3 separate regions of the Danio rerio genome follow, and regions 1 and 3 are each linked to region 2. Evidence: chromatin contacts called from public HiCAR-type and Micro-C data. All regions are on one chromosome and are shown on one strand. Each heading gives the region's core, a stretch centred on a gene start, on an enhancer-like site or on the middle of the called end of the contact. The rest is flanking DNA. Distances are from core to core; before and after follow the strand shown. Region 1 has its middle 26 kb from the start of znfl1g. Region 2 overlaps zeb1b (zinc finger E-box binding homeobox 1b). Region 3 has its middle 18 kb from the start of msl1b.

Region 1 (4,406 bases), core at 618-3,117, 200 kb after region 2:
TAAACAGAGTGTGAAGGGGAAGGGCTTCAAAATTTACCCCTAAGAAATGGGACACTACTGAAACACCTGCACACTACATCAAATGTCTTACTTCATATGAGATTGACCATCGACTGCTGTTGTTATTTAAGTTGTGCTACTTTTTTGGTATTCATCATCAGGAATTTACTAAAGGCAACGATATCATGTTATCATGATGATCTAATGTGCCAATAAGATCGTAACTGTACTCTGCATTTACACCGTGGCCATATTCATCCATGTAAACACACCAAAAACAACATTAACATTATAGCAGACACTGTAAAAACCAGCCACTAGACTTTTCTGACAGGGGATTCGAGTGTCACCGAGTTTCAGCTGTGTTATGAGACTGCTATACAGGATTCTTATTATGGATTATAGATAGCAAAATTTAGTGGTTTTTATTTTAGTGAGGTTTTTAAGCATTACGGTAAAACACAAATGCAGTTATGAATACATTTAAACATATGCTTGTTTGTTGGAAAAAAAAATGGAATAATGAAAAAAATACTAATGAAAAAAATACTACTCATGCTGCCGTTGTAGATGGTGTATTCTTGGAAAATTTCTTACCCCTTGGTTTCGAGTGTGATCCTGAAAAATCTCAGTCTAGCTTAGCCCTACGCCTTCAAGCTGAAGAGAATTGGCACACCCCTACCCCTTCATGTGAATGCCCAAAATGAGGAGTAAGGGGGAAGGGGTAGAATTGGGATTGGGCCTATGTCATTGAAATCAATGTTCTTTACTGTACACTTACTATTAAGTTTTTACTGCTGTAACTTTCATAAATGTTTGCAATCTTTCTACAATCTAAATTTTGCAATGAGTTCTACAATTGTTGCTGCTTTTTATCTTTTATTACTGTATTTTACACACATGAAAGTGACATTGTTAAACACTGTTCTACTAGCACAATTCCCTCAAATTTTAAGCGATGTATATTACATTTAAAAATGTATTTTGTGTTATTGTCTAATTTTGATTTCCACGGTACTTTTTCTTAAATTCTGTGTGAAATCTTAATTCATAATGTTTGTTTTGCTAGTATACATTGTTATTCTTTAGGTGAACAATTAATCTGTTAATCCACTGGTAAAGAAGTTTATTTGTAATCTTTAATCAAAGTCCAACCATTTGCTTGGTGGTGGTCCTTCTCCATTGACGTCAGTTTGACGGCTTCAGCCACAATGTTCTTAACCACACTCGCTCTTAATGCAATGATGCACAAAAAAAAAAAAAAAAAAACATCCGGTTCACACAAACTTTGAAACGTAACCTGTTTGAAACTATAATTTCAGCATGATTTAGTCAAACCAAAATAGAGAGTTCGTCTTGAATATTTTCCCCATAGTTTTATATTACATCCTGTTTCCCAATGCATAGTTTGGTGCCTAGTCACGAAGCTAATCCAGAAATGTTCATGTCTCTATCCCTCAGTTACTCACAATGTTGAAATATCTGGCATCCAATTTTAAAAGATCTCTTGAGAAACCTCTCATATTCATTTTTCTTTGGAGAGGTCTGTCTTGGTAACAGAGAAACCATAAAATAAACATAAAAGAAAAATAAACAGGCAGAAACTGCACACAAACATTGGCAGGGTTAAACCAAACTGTGTAAACCTCTCATTCTTTCTCCTCGGGTTCAGCTATGCAAAACTCTCTAAACGACTGTACAAAATTTCTCTCTGGCAAGAAACGCACAGTTCAGTTTTCAATTGAAACTAATGTTGTTGTGGTGGTTTTGTTTTGTTTTGCCAATTTGGTCTCAAACAGGAAAAGAGCCATGCACACCAAAACCCGTCAGTCTCACCACATTACAAGCAACCTAAAATTCTTCACATGTTATTTGTGCAAGAGCTCTGAACAGCGACGTCAATGCAATGCCTACCTCTCATATGTCTTTATAATCAATACCATGTTATGCAGCAACTGAAGGGAGAAAGAGAGAAAGTAAAAAAGAAAAGGCAAGAAATAAGGAGAGCAGTTCTGAGCTTTCCTGTATTAAACGGCTGAGTGCATTTACAAGCTTTTTCAGCAAGTTAATGCATTGGCTGTGCCTTTACCAGCTGACAGTTGAGTTCTGCATGCAGCTCATTGACCTCACACATGTACCTGAGCTGCACGTGTCACATGTCGCATCCGAATACTTTTACAGCACTGCTAAAACCCATACATCAAGCAGCATTCCCAACACAGTCACATACTTCAACTCATACTTCGCAACTACACACTTTAATAACGCATCTCTGCACATTTATCACTGAGATCTTGTGCTTTTCAATACAGCCATGCCTCCGGGGCTCTTGATAACTGAGGATTGATATTTTCTTCTAGGCTTTCCACCTGCTGTTTACTTGGACAATGGCATGAGAAATCACACATCAATATTACTGACTCGACAGAGCACAAAAAGCCAAAAGCTGGAGCTTAGTACAGCTTACAAACCCTCAGCACTGCTTTTAAAGGGCCAATTAGGAGAGGGTAAAATCGTGTGCCAGAACAGTGTGGCAATGTGCTGTATAAAAGACTGAGGTAAGCACTGGCTTGCCATTCCCTCATAATCTCATATCTTATGTTAGGCTATGAAGGTTTTATTTTGCTGGCACCAGCTTGTTAAGGGCTCATCTGTTTTTCTTTTTTTTTTCAAATGTGTTTTGCACTGCAAAAAAATCCTGGTTGTCTTAAATTTTTAAGCTGTATTAAATAACCCTTATGAGTCCATTGAACTTATATTATGGTAAACACTTAAAACAGCTTGTGTAACTTTTAAAATTAAGTTAGAACATGATTAAGCCTTTATGTTGCACTCTTGAAGATATTTTTTTGGCACACATTACGCATTGAATAATATACTGACACAACTCTGATAAATAAGAAATTAAAATAATAATGATAACCTATGGATAAGAGGTCAACCAGGTTGTTATGATGCCTGTTAGTTTAATAAGTAACAACGACCTAAAAATAAATGCTGTCGAGACTAATGAATCATATTATTTTTCACAATTTGTGTTAAAAAAAATTTAAATATTAGGTTTTTTTATTGTTATCAGCTATGGTACACCTTTTCTGTTAAAGTTGTAATGTAATGGGGACACTAACAACAGAGTGCAGATCCAAATGCAGGGTTTATTAGGAAAATTGTCAGGCAAGCATTGGTCAACACAGGGGAAAACAGATGTATACAGGAAATTCAAAGTCATGTTCAGTAAAAAGGCAGGTGTTCAAAAGGCAGGCAGCAGACAGGAATAAACAGTACTACAAAGCAAGGGTTGGCAAGGCAAGGCAACTGTGTTATAATGTCACAGATAACAAAACTCAGCACTGATGTGTGTTTTCGCTGTTTAAATAGTCTTTGTTATCGTTTCTTGACAATTCTCCTGCTGTGTGTGTGTGTGCGTGCGTGCGTGCATGTGCAATTAGCGGAATCTGGAACAGGTGCGTGTTAGCAGTGCATGACTGGATCTGTAGTCCATATAATGGCGGATCTCGAGTAGTATATCGATCTGCATGTTTACTGGCAATCAACAAGTATTAGACAACAGTAGTAATATAAAGTTTTTTTTTAATCTCACAATCCATTCTTTTGTTTGGATTGACTGATGTAAACTTACAAATCTGGGAAGCAAAAGTGAGGATTCAGACTTTTTAAAATCTCATAATTAGTAGTTTTCCTTAGATTTATAAATTAATTTTGCTCAATTAAAAGTTTATAGCTTTGTTACGCGTTTCTTGCAATTTTGAGTTTTTATCTTGTAATTTGTCTTTATTAAATATATCAAATATATATGCACATATAGACTTGTCTTTGTAAATTTGTATAATAATAACTCTTAGTATTCATTCATTTTCCTTTGGCTTAGTGCTTTTATTCATCAGTGGTCGCCACATCGGAATGAACATCCTTATCCAGCATATTTTTCACAGTGGATGCCATTCCAGCTGCAACCCAGTACAGGGGAAACACCCACTCTCACATGCACACTCATACACTTTGTCCAATTTAGTTTATTTAATTCACTCATAGCGCATGTCTTTGGACTGAAGGGAAACCGGAGTACCTGGAGGGAACCCATCCGAACATGGGGAGAACATGCAAACTCCACACAGAAATGCCCACTGATCCAGCCAGGACTCAAACCATCAACCTTTTTGTCGTGAGGCAACAGTGCCACCCACTGAGCCACCATGTCACCGCAACTTTTATTATATTATATCATAATTTTAACAGTGGCCAGCTAGCAAAGTGCTATGCAGGTAAACCTCACTCCTCTGACCTCTAAAGGTACTAGAGCAACAGATGATAGATGCCATGGTCTTTAGCCTCCTTGTTAGAGCAATCAACTCCCATGCAAAGAATTGCCGTAGGACTGGTGGATT
Region 2 (4,118 bases), core at 1,280-3,779:
AATCTGATTAAGGTCATAATCGCACTAAAAAGAAATCGAAGGCATGTGGAGTATGCAGGTTTTAGTCGCATTATTGAAGTGAAGCACAGGCATGTAAAGACCTTAATCAAACTATTAGCGTTGTGTAGGATTTTTGCCGCATCTTGCGACAGGATACACACTCATGGCTGTTTGACATTATTCTCTGCACCTACTGAGTCCATGAAGGACCACAGACACCTGCATCGTGAAATGCGGAGGTTTTTTTCCCATATGGCGTGCGGTATCAAATTTTATTAAAACAACACTCCTACAGCAGTTCATATTCTCATCCAATATCTCGTTTGTCACGGCGGTATGCATGAAATGTTCCTAAATGAAAGTGTCGAACTGTAGTTAAAGTTGATTGACTCCTGAGGAAACTTGGTGATGCAATGACGTTAATTGAATTATGTGCTATAACATGTAAAACTGGATCATGAAAGGAACATTTAAAAAGCAACTCATGTAAACACCTTAAACTTCAGTGGTTGAAGACCACATTTATGTGGTTTGAGGCGTCTTCTCTTGATAACGCTGAAAATAACTTGTATTACACTTCCAGTTTTGATCATGCAGATAATGCCGAGTTCAGACTGCATGATTTTAGCCCAGATTTTGACTCGCTAACAGGTTTTGAGAAATCACCAGCAAATCGGTGCTTGTGCACGTGAGTGACAATCACACTGTGTGAACTATCAAAGATGCGATCTGAGAGAATCGCCGATGAGTCACCGATGCCTGTGAGATATTTGGCATGCTAAATATCTGGAGCTGTCTGCGATTCTAATCATGCCGTGTGAAATGAGTTTTGACTAAAAATAACATCGGCGATCGCTTACAGCCAATGAGAGAGTAGCATCTACTTGTGTGTGTACCTGCAGGCCAGCGGGAGGTTGAGGGAGAAGTTAAAAGTGTTCATTTATAGTTTATTTGGACCTAAGAAATGGAGGAAAAACTTGTGGAGGTTTGACAGGAGCACCCATGTCTGTTTGAAGTTTCATACAGAAAGTTAAAAAGGAAAGTTGAGGAGAAATGGCTAACTCCCTTTAAACCCAGGTGAGCAAATATGTACATTTTCTACCTTATTAAAGGCTTCTTTCTCGTTATGTAGTTAATAACAAAATGTATACTACGTGTTTTTGGCTGTGAGACGTTGTTTGGATGAAGTTGTCAGCAATTCTTCCTTTTGTAAAGTCATGCAATGTGAAACCCCCTGTTGCCGATCAATCTTGCAGTGTAAACAAAGTAGCGAAAAAACGCTAGCCCTGATAGTCATGCAGTGTGAAAACATCTGTGACACGAGTACTTTGAAAATCATGCAGTCTGAACTCGGCATAAGAGTAATACATCCATCGAATCTGTTAGGTGTTTACTTTTTTGTGTACACTCACAACAACAACAAAAGTCTGTGCTTTTGCAAAACAAGGAAAATAAACAGTGTGGGCATTCTTTCTCTTCTCTTCTCTTCAAACTGTTTTTAAAAACGCGTCACTAAAATGCACTGAAACTCTGCGAGAACAAAACACCCAGACATGAGACATATATATATATATATATATATATAGAAAGCTTGAAGTGTCTACTTTCAAATGCTGCAAGTGCATGGTGAAAACAAACATTGTTTGATAAAGTAATCAGTATGAAACCAACACTGTTTTCAGTCTCAGTTCATTATTTTTAATGCGGCCACACCCACGAGGCCTTGTTATTACAATCGTCCACGTGTACATCTCCATGAATACATAAGAGATGAGCATGAGATACATACCTGTATAAAGCTTGGAAGGTGCATTTTCCAACTTATATTATTGTCTCATTCAGATTAAGACAATATTATGATTATTTATGTCCATGTAAACGTAGTCAATGACTCACAAATCAGATCTTTAAGCATCTGAAATTTAAAATGGAAATGTAAAAAGAGCCTGGTAGCTAGAATATAACCAAATGTCAAAATATTTATGTAAAAAGCAGATGTGATTGCATTGTAAATAATAGAATTTCAAATGTTGAAACTTATTATCAGATTTCCTGAACCGTAAAAACAGAATACTGTCCAAAACTACTCAAACACTGTCAATCTAGCAAATGCGATACTGTAAATGGTATATATCGAATTGAGCCTTACTTTTAAATCATTTTTCTCTGACTTAGGGAAAGTCCTCTGTGGTACTTGATGACACAGAGGTACTTGATACTTCAATGAAGCACAACTGTGAACACTATTAATTCTCTTGCGCTATAAAAGAACAACCTCTGAGCAATAAAAGGTTCCTCTGGGAACAAGCTTCCCTGTTTGGTGGTTTTTCCAGACGTGTAATAGTGTCTGCTCACTCTCTTGGACACAAACACTGTCCAAAAGTTTTAATCTATGAAATGATCAATAAAAGAACGAGTGAATGAGCCAGTAGCGTCTAGACGAAACATTGAACTGCAGTCTGCTTGACTGACCAGCACGACCAAACCACTGAGCAGCACACACTGATACACTTATTTCTGCACACACGGAGTGACTCAGACACCATTAGTCATTTTAAGAGTATATCTGTCAGTGTGTGTGTGTTTATGCAGGGCATTTCCCAAATAGCACATCGGTTGAGTCAGACAAAGATGATGAATGCTTGATTGAACAGAACTCGAAAGATTTATATTAGATATTAGTGTCACATTTACACTTTTTGTTAGCTTTTTGTGTCAGCTTTTTTATGTATTTAGTTGTAATCATCTCTGTTGTTGTTGGTGTTGTTATTAATAGTAGTTTACATTTTAGTTTAACTTTTAATGTGGTTGTTGTTGTTGTCTTTTTAAGCAAAACTGAATGTTAAATTAAAATAACTTGTATTTTTGATGTGCTTTTTTATTCTTAATTTAAAAATTAATTTTCCTTTTTGATGCAGTTCGATTTTAGTTTTATTTAATGTTTTGAAATTGCTTTATTTTTATATTTCTAGTTTTTATTTAAAGTATTTTATTGTTTTATGTATTTATATTAGTTTTAGCTTTTTTTGTAAAAGATTAACCAACGATTAACCAATTTCCCTATTAACCGTGCTTTAATTTGTCATGGTTAATTAATCGTAAAGGCTTCTCAACACCGTGTTTCTGCACAGAACAAAACTGCTGCAACTAAAAGTTATGCCATGGATTAACCATGGCTGAAGCTATTAACTAAGGGCCATTGACATACTGTGTCTTTTGTGCACGCAAGTTCATTATTTCTTTTCTTGCGTGCATATTGGGAGTGACGTGCACGCGGTGCGAACGCGGCGCACCTAGTTGAAAGAATGGCATGAGCACACCCTGAGTCATGTGACCAGAACTGACCAATCAGCTTCATTATTCGTATGGAAATAATCTCTTTAAAAGGGAAAAACTTGGCTAATATGATGCTTAGATTTAGATTAGACAAATCCTATTTGTTTTATTTATGCTTAATTTTTTTTTATTCTTATTTTTGTTTATTTATTTAATTATTTATTCATTTATTCTTCTGTCATTTATTTTTGTTAGTGTAAAATTATTACTTATGTTTAAAAGTTAAAAAAAATAAAAAATTTCACTTATTTTTAAGTCCATAGAAAAATGGACTATTGATTGTTTTTTATTATTATTATGTGCTGCATCAATTGGTTACTGTGCAGCAATAAATAACACTTGAAAATATTAGGAGTTTTCATGTGATTTTTCTAAACTAGACTGTAAAAAAATATCAGTAATTTTACGTTTTTACCCCAGCTGCCGGAAAAAACGTAAAATAACAGCCATTAAATTACAGAAATGTCCTTAAATTAAAATTTCTGTAATTTAACATCTGTTATTTTAATTAAATTATGTAAAAATTACAGATTTTGTTTTACAGAGTAGTGGTGTTTTGTAATTAATGAATGCATAATAATCGAGATAACCATGATTATTCTTCAGACTACAGTCGTACAATCAAAATCTAAAATCATTGCATCCCTATTTTGTAATGCATTTTTTTCATTTTGTAATATATATAGAGATCAATATTTGTATCTCCTTTTTTGTCATATTTTTTTTGATTTTGCTATGTGTCCATGACATTAAGTTATACTTTGTTAGCTGTCACAACATTA
Region 3 (4,086 bases), core at 686-3,185, 220 kb after region 2:
AATTAGTTTCATTCTTTTTTCTCAATTTAAATGATATATCTACAGATTTCCATCTATGAATTGCTTTTTATTGCCAATGTGTGAACAGCTTCTAATAAAACATAAAAAAACACTTTTCTCAATTTTCTAGGTTGTCTATGAAAGTCTGTAGACTGATGTTTATTGAAGGGCTCAAGACAGTTTTGCCAGGTAAGTAAAGGATGTGATGTTTATGTGTGCTTCTGAGAGCCTCTCATCTGTTTTATGACACGCTTATAATGTTTAAGATAATGCTAAAAGATCTGTTCTGCATCGTCACATTATCACAAAAAATAAAAAATAAAAAATAAAAATCTGCCAGACCTTAAAAGCTCAAATATACTTAATGATAAAACATGACACTGGTGAAATAAAAAGCTTGTGCACAACTCATCTATCTTCAAATGATTTATTAACTGCTGTTTTTCCACTCATTTCTTTATCAATTTGCTATGTTATTTTTTAAGAGGTAACCTTGCATTCATCCAAAGTGAGGACACATCATGGAAATACAATATTGCAAAGAAAATTACAGCTTCCTTTTACTCTTAATTCAAGAATGAATTTGCCTCTTTAAATTATTCCATTAATTTAAAAATGCAATGTATTATTTATCCTGAGCATCAATCCGATGACACTGGCAGTGTAAGCGTCTTACTCTGAGTTACAGGAATACCGTTATTTATATACACTCACCAGCCACTTTATTATGTACATCTGCGGATGGGCTACAGCAGTAAAAGGCCACACTGCGTGCCACTCCTGTCAGCTAAGAACAGGAAACTGAGGCTGTAATTCACGCAGGCTCACCAAAACTGGACGATAGAACATTAGAAAAACTTTGCCTGGTCTGATGAGTCTCGATTTTTTCTGTGACATTCAGGGTCAGAATTTGACATCAACAACATGAAAGCATAAATTCATCTTACATTGTATCAAAGGTTTAGGCTGGTGGTGGTGGTGTGATGGTGTGGGGCATATTTTCTTGGCACACTTCGGGCCCATTAGTACCACTTGAGCATCGTGTCAACGCCACAGCCTACCTGAGTTTGTTGCTGAACATGTCCATCCCTTTATGACCACAGTGTACACATCTTATGATGGCTACATCCAGCAGGATAACGCACCATGTCATAAAGCGTGAATCACCTCTGGTTTTTGAACATGATGAGTTCACTGTACTCACTGGCCTCCACAGTCACCAGATCTCAATCCAATAGAGCACCTTTGGGATGTGGTGGAAAGGGAGATTCGCATCATGAATGTGCAGCTGTTAAATCTGCAGCAACTGCATTATGCTATTATATCAATATGGACCAAAATCTTTGAGCAATATTTCCAGTACCTTATTGAATCTATGCTACGAAGCATTAAGGCAGTTCTGAAGGCAAAAGCGGGTCCAACCCGGTTCTAGTAAGGTGTACCTAATAAAGTGGCCAGTGAGTGAATATACCTGCATGTCTCTGAATGTGCACTTTAAATAAATCTTCTCCAGCTGAAGCATAGATATGGGCTTTATTATCTTCTTTAATGCATAGGTCAGGACTATTCATCTCAGTGAGGGAATGACGGTAGAGCATCATGTTGAAGGTTATTCAGATGCACCACCATTTCACATGGCATATACAACACACACGAAGGTAGCGCTCTGATCTCAAACATCTGCATGCAGTTTCAATGGTAAAATATCTCATAGATCTTGCCCGTAGCTACAGACCTGTCTCTAATAACCAATAACAGATCACTCCAATCAGCCTGATGCTCAGAGAAAGCCCTGCACCATCCAGACAGCTATTGGTTTAAAGACACATCTTCAAACGATGACATCCAAATATTTTTATACCCATTCCTGTTCTGGCTTTCATTTCCTGCCCCCAGGAAAAGGGTGTGTGTGTGTAAGTGAGTGAGTGAGTGAGTGAAGACCTGGAAGCCTCAACTGAACGTCACATGGCTCTGGTTTAGGTGGAAAATCAAACACAGTTGTGGGCAGGCACCGATTTAACCAAAATAGGTGCTTTAATCATTTTTATGGATGGTGGGAGTTTACAACCTTTATATGTATTTATGTACTCTCAGACTGGGAGAGAGGCATAAATCATGTGGTCACTGCAGGAGAGGAGAATGGAGGAAAGGACAGAAGGGAACAAAAAATAAAAGAAAGAGAGGAGAACAAGCCGAATTTGACAGCCATCTTAGTCAGTTCAGTTCTAGCTTTATATATCTGACAGGAGCTTAATGAAATTAATTTTGAGTTTTTATAATTACACTAAAGGACTTAACATTTGCTCTTAATGTGGGTGCCAAAAGCCAGGTGATTCACCTTCATTAGTTTAAATGAACAGAGCCATTAGTCTCCTTTATTACAGACTAATTAGGCCATTAGATAAGGGCCAGGTGCTGGCATGCAAACAGAGCGCTTTTGTCACCTTTAGAGTGAACTTTGTTGTGATGGAACTCAAAATGCTTTCTCCGTTCCTCCCACACTGAGTATTTTACAAGTCAACTCCGACCGCTGCAGGAATAATAATAGGGTTGGTTTTGGAGGTTGAAAATAAACAGGACGGGTCCTTGAGCTGTAAACCTGAGTTGGGAGTGTTGTTTTTGTTTCCATGGCTTTGGAAGCTCCACTGAGAGCTCATGGAGAATTGATTGTGTCTGAGTCACTCCCTCCGCCTGGTTACAAGACCTCCTTTTTTTGTTTGTTTTTCACCCATTTGCTCGTATAGGCTCAAAAGATGAACGCCTGACCCCTTCGTCTCCCCCCTCAGAACCCACTCTCTTACATATTTGGGTAATTATTGAAAATTATTGATTTAGATGTTGTATATTTACAGGATGGGGTGATACAACTCCTATCACAACTGCAAGTATAAATATGTGTTTAGGGGATACAGGGTGGGATGTTACGGCGCCTGCATGCCAGAGGAAAACACTACAGGAGAGTTTGACAATACATAAGACAAGTTTTGAGGGTGTGGAAAGAGAAAATTAATGGGGAATGCAAGAAATTGGATTTCTTTTTTATGATCAATAGATAGATAGCATTTTGATTGAATGTAGTGGGACGCACTGGCCCAAAATGCCAGGGCCGATTTTTTGCCCCAGTCCAGCCCTGCAACACGCCTACAAAACATTGAAAACATGTTGCAAAATCAAATAACTATTCAAAACACTTAACACATGTTCGACATTTTTGTCAATCATAGCACACTGACAAAAAACACTATCATCAGCTGAAATGACAGAAACGGCATTAATGTATGTGTCAGGTCTGCCCTTATATTTGAAGCCTCTCTACCCTTTTGTTTTGTTGGGTTTAGTAAATGCAGCATTTTGTTTCTTTTGCTGCAGAAATTCAATACAAAAAATTAATTGCTATCTAAGAGTTTTAAGCTCTATAAAGAGCTTTATAAAATGTAAAAATAATACAGACACAGAATTACTGCAGTACAGACATTATTTGCAAAAGGACATTGCTGCAATATATACAAACAGAAAAAGCACCAGAATTAAAATTTCAAAACATAACAAAAAGGTTCAATAAAGGCCCAGTCAGCATATTTCTGCTGACTACCAGAGCTAGAGGGCGCTGTGATAGCTGATTTCTGATTGCGCAACTCTTAACTTTTAGCCATAGATATATTTATCTATGCCTTTTAGCTATGAAGAACTGAACCTGGACGAGAACACACCACTAATATAATTAATTTTCAGGAGACACAGCTCCAGGTTTAAGGTATATTAGTCACATTCTAATTATTTGTGTTAAAATATATACTGTTCTGTAAAGTGAGTTCTGTAACACAGGACTGGGTCGATTCACTACTCCGTCACAACGCAATTACACTAAGCTATACCCGAATATGAATAAATAATAATAATAATAATAATAATCATCATCATCATCATCATCATCATCATTTAAACAGGTAGGAAAAGTAAAGGTACATTTTAAATTTTAACTTGATGTTAAATTTTATTTTCAAGAAAAAAAAAAACATTAATTACAAATAGAAAATGGGGAATGCATTGATAGTTCAATAAAAATAATTTTTGATTTTAAATATA

Evidence for each region. A called contact is a pair of places that touch in the nucleus more often than the background predicts. HiCAR-type assays count read pairs that join an accessible place to other places.
Region 1: a contact with region 2 is called in a HiCAR-type map of caudal fin, with 4 times the contacts expected there. The contact joins two enhancer-like sites. A contact is called at or near these places in 1 of 18 Hi-C or Micro-C datasets (hematopoietic stem cells) and 1 of 4 datasets of contacts at active chromatin or transcription factors (caudal fin).
Region 3: a contact with region 2 is called in a Micro-C map of caudal fin, with 2.4 times the contacts expected there. The contact joins two enhancer-like sites. A contact is called at or near these places in 3 of 18 Hi-C or Micro-C datasets (caudal fin, embryo and hematopoietic stem cells) and 1 of 4 datasets of contacts at active chromatin or transcription factors (caudal fin).

What each region holds. Positions count from the first base shown.
Region 1 is chr12:28,792,319-28,796,724 of GRCz12tu, forward strand. It overlaps a transcript of znf438 not described here. Among named protein-coding and RNA genes, the nearest start is that of znfl1g, 26 kb to the left of the region's middle. Within about 2 kb of position 1,868, at least 3 of the 62 cell types and tissues checked have an H3K27ac peak or open chromatin away from gene starts, as enhancers often do. A contact at or near this core is called in caudal fin, where this site is marked.
Region 2 is chr12:28,591,387-28,595,504 of GRCz12tu, forward strand. The region is part of intron 1 of zeb1b (zinc finger E-box binding homeobox 1b); the gene reads right to left. All of the region lies in intron 3 of LOC141376810 (a long non-coding RNA gene), which reads left to right. Among named protein-coding and RNA genes, the nearest start is that of zeb1b, 58 kb to the right of the region's middle. Within about 2 kb of position 2,530, at least 10 of the 62 cell types and tissues checked have an H3K27ac peak or open chromatin away from gene starts, as enhancers often do. A contact at or near this core is called in caudal fin, where this site is marked.
Region 3 is chr12:28,816,671-28,820,756 of GRCz12tu, forward strand. No RefSeq gene overlaps it. Among named protein-coding and RNA genes, the nearest start is that of msl1b, 18 kb to the right of the region's middle. Within about 2 kb of position 1,936, at least 4 of the 62 cell types and tissues checked have an H3K27ac peak or open chromatin away from gene starts, as enhancers often do. A contact at or near this core is called in caudal fin, where this site is marked.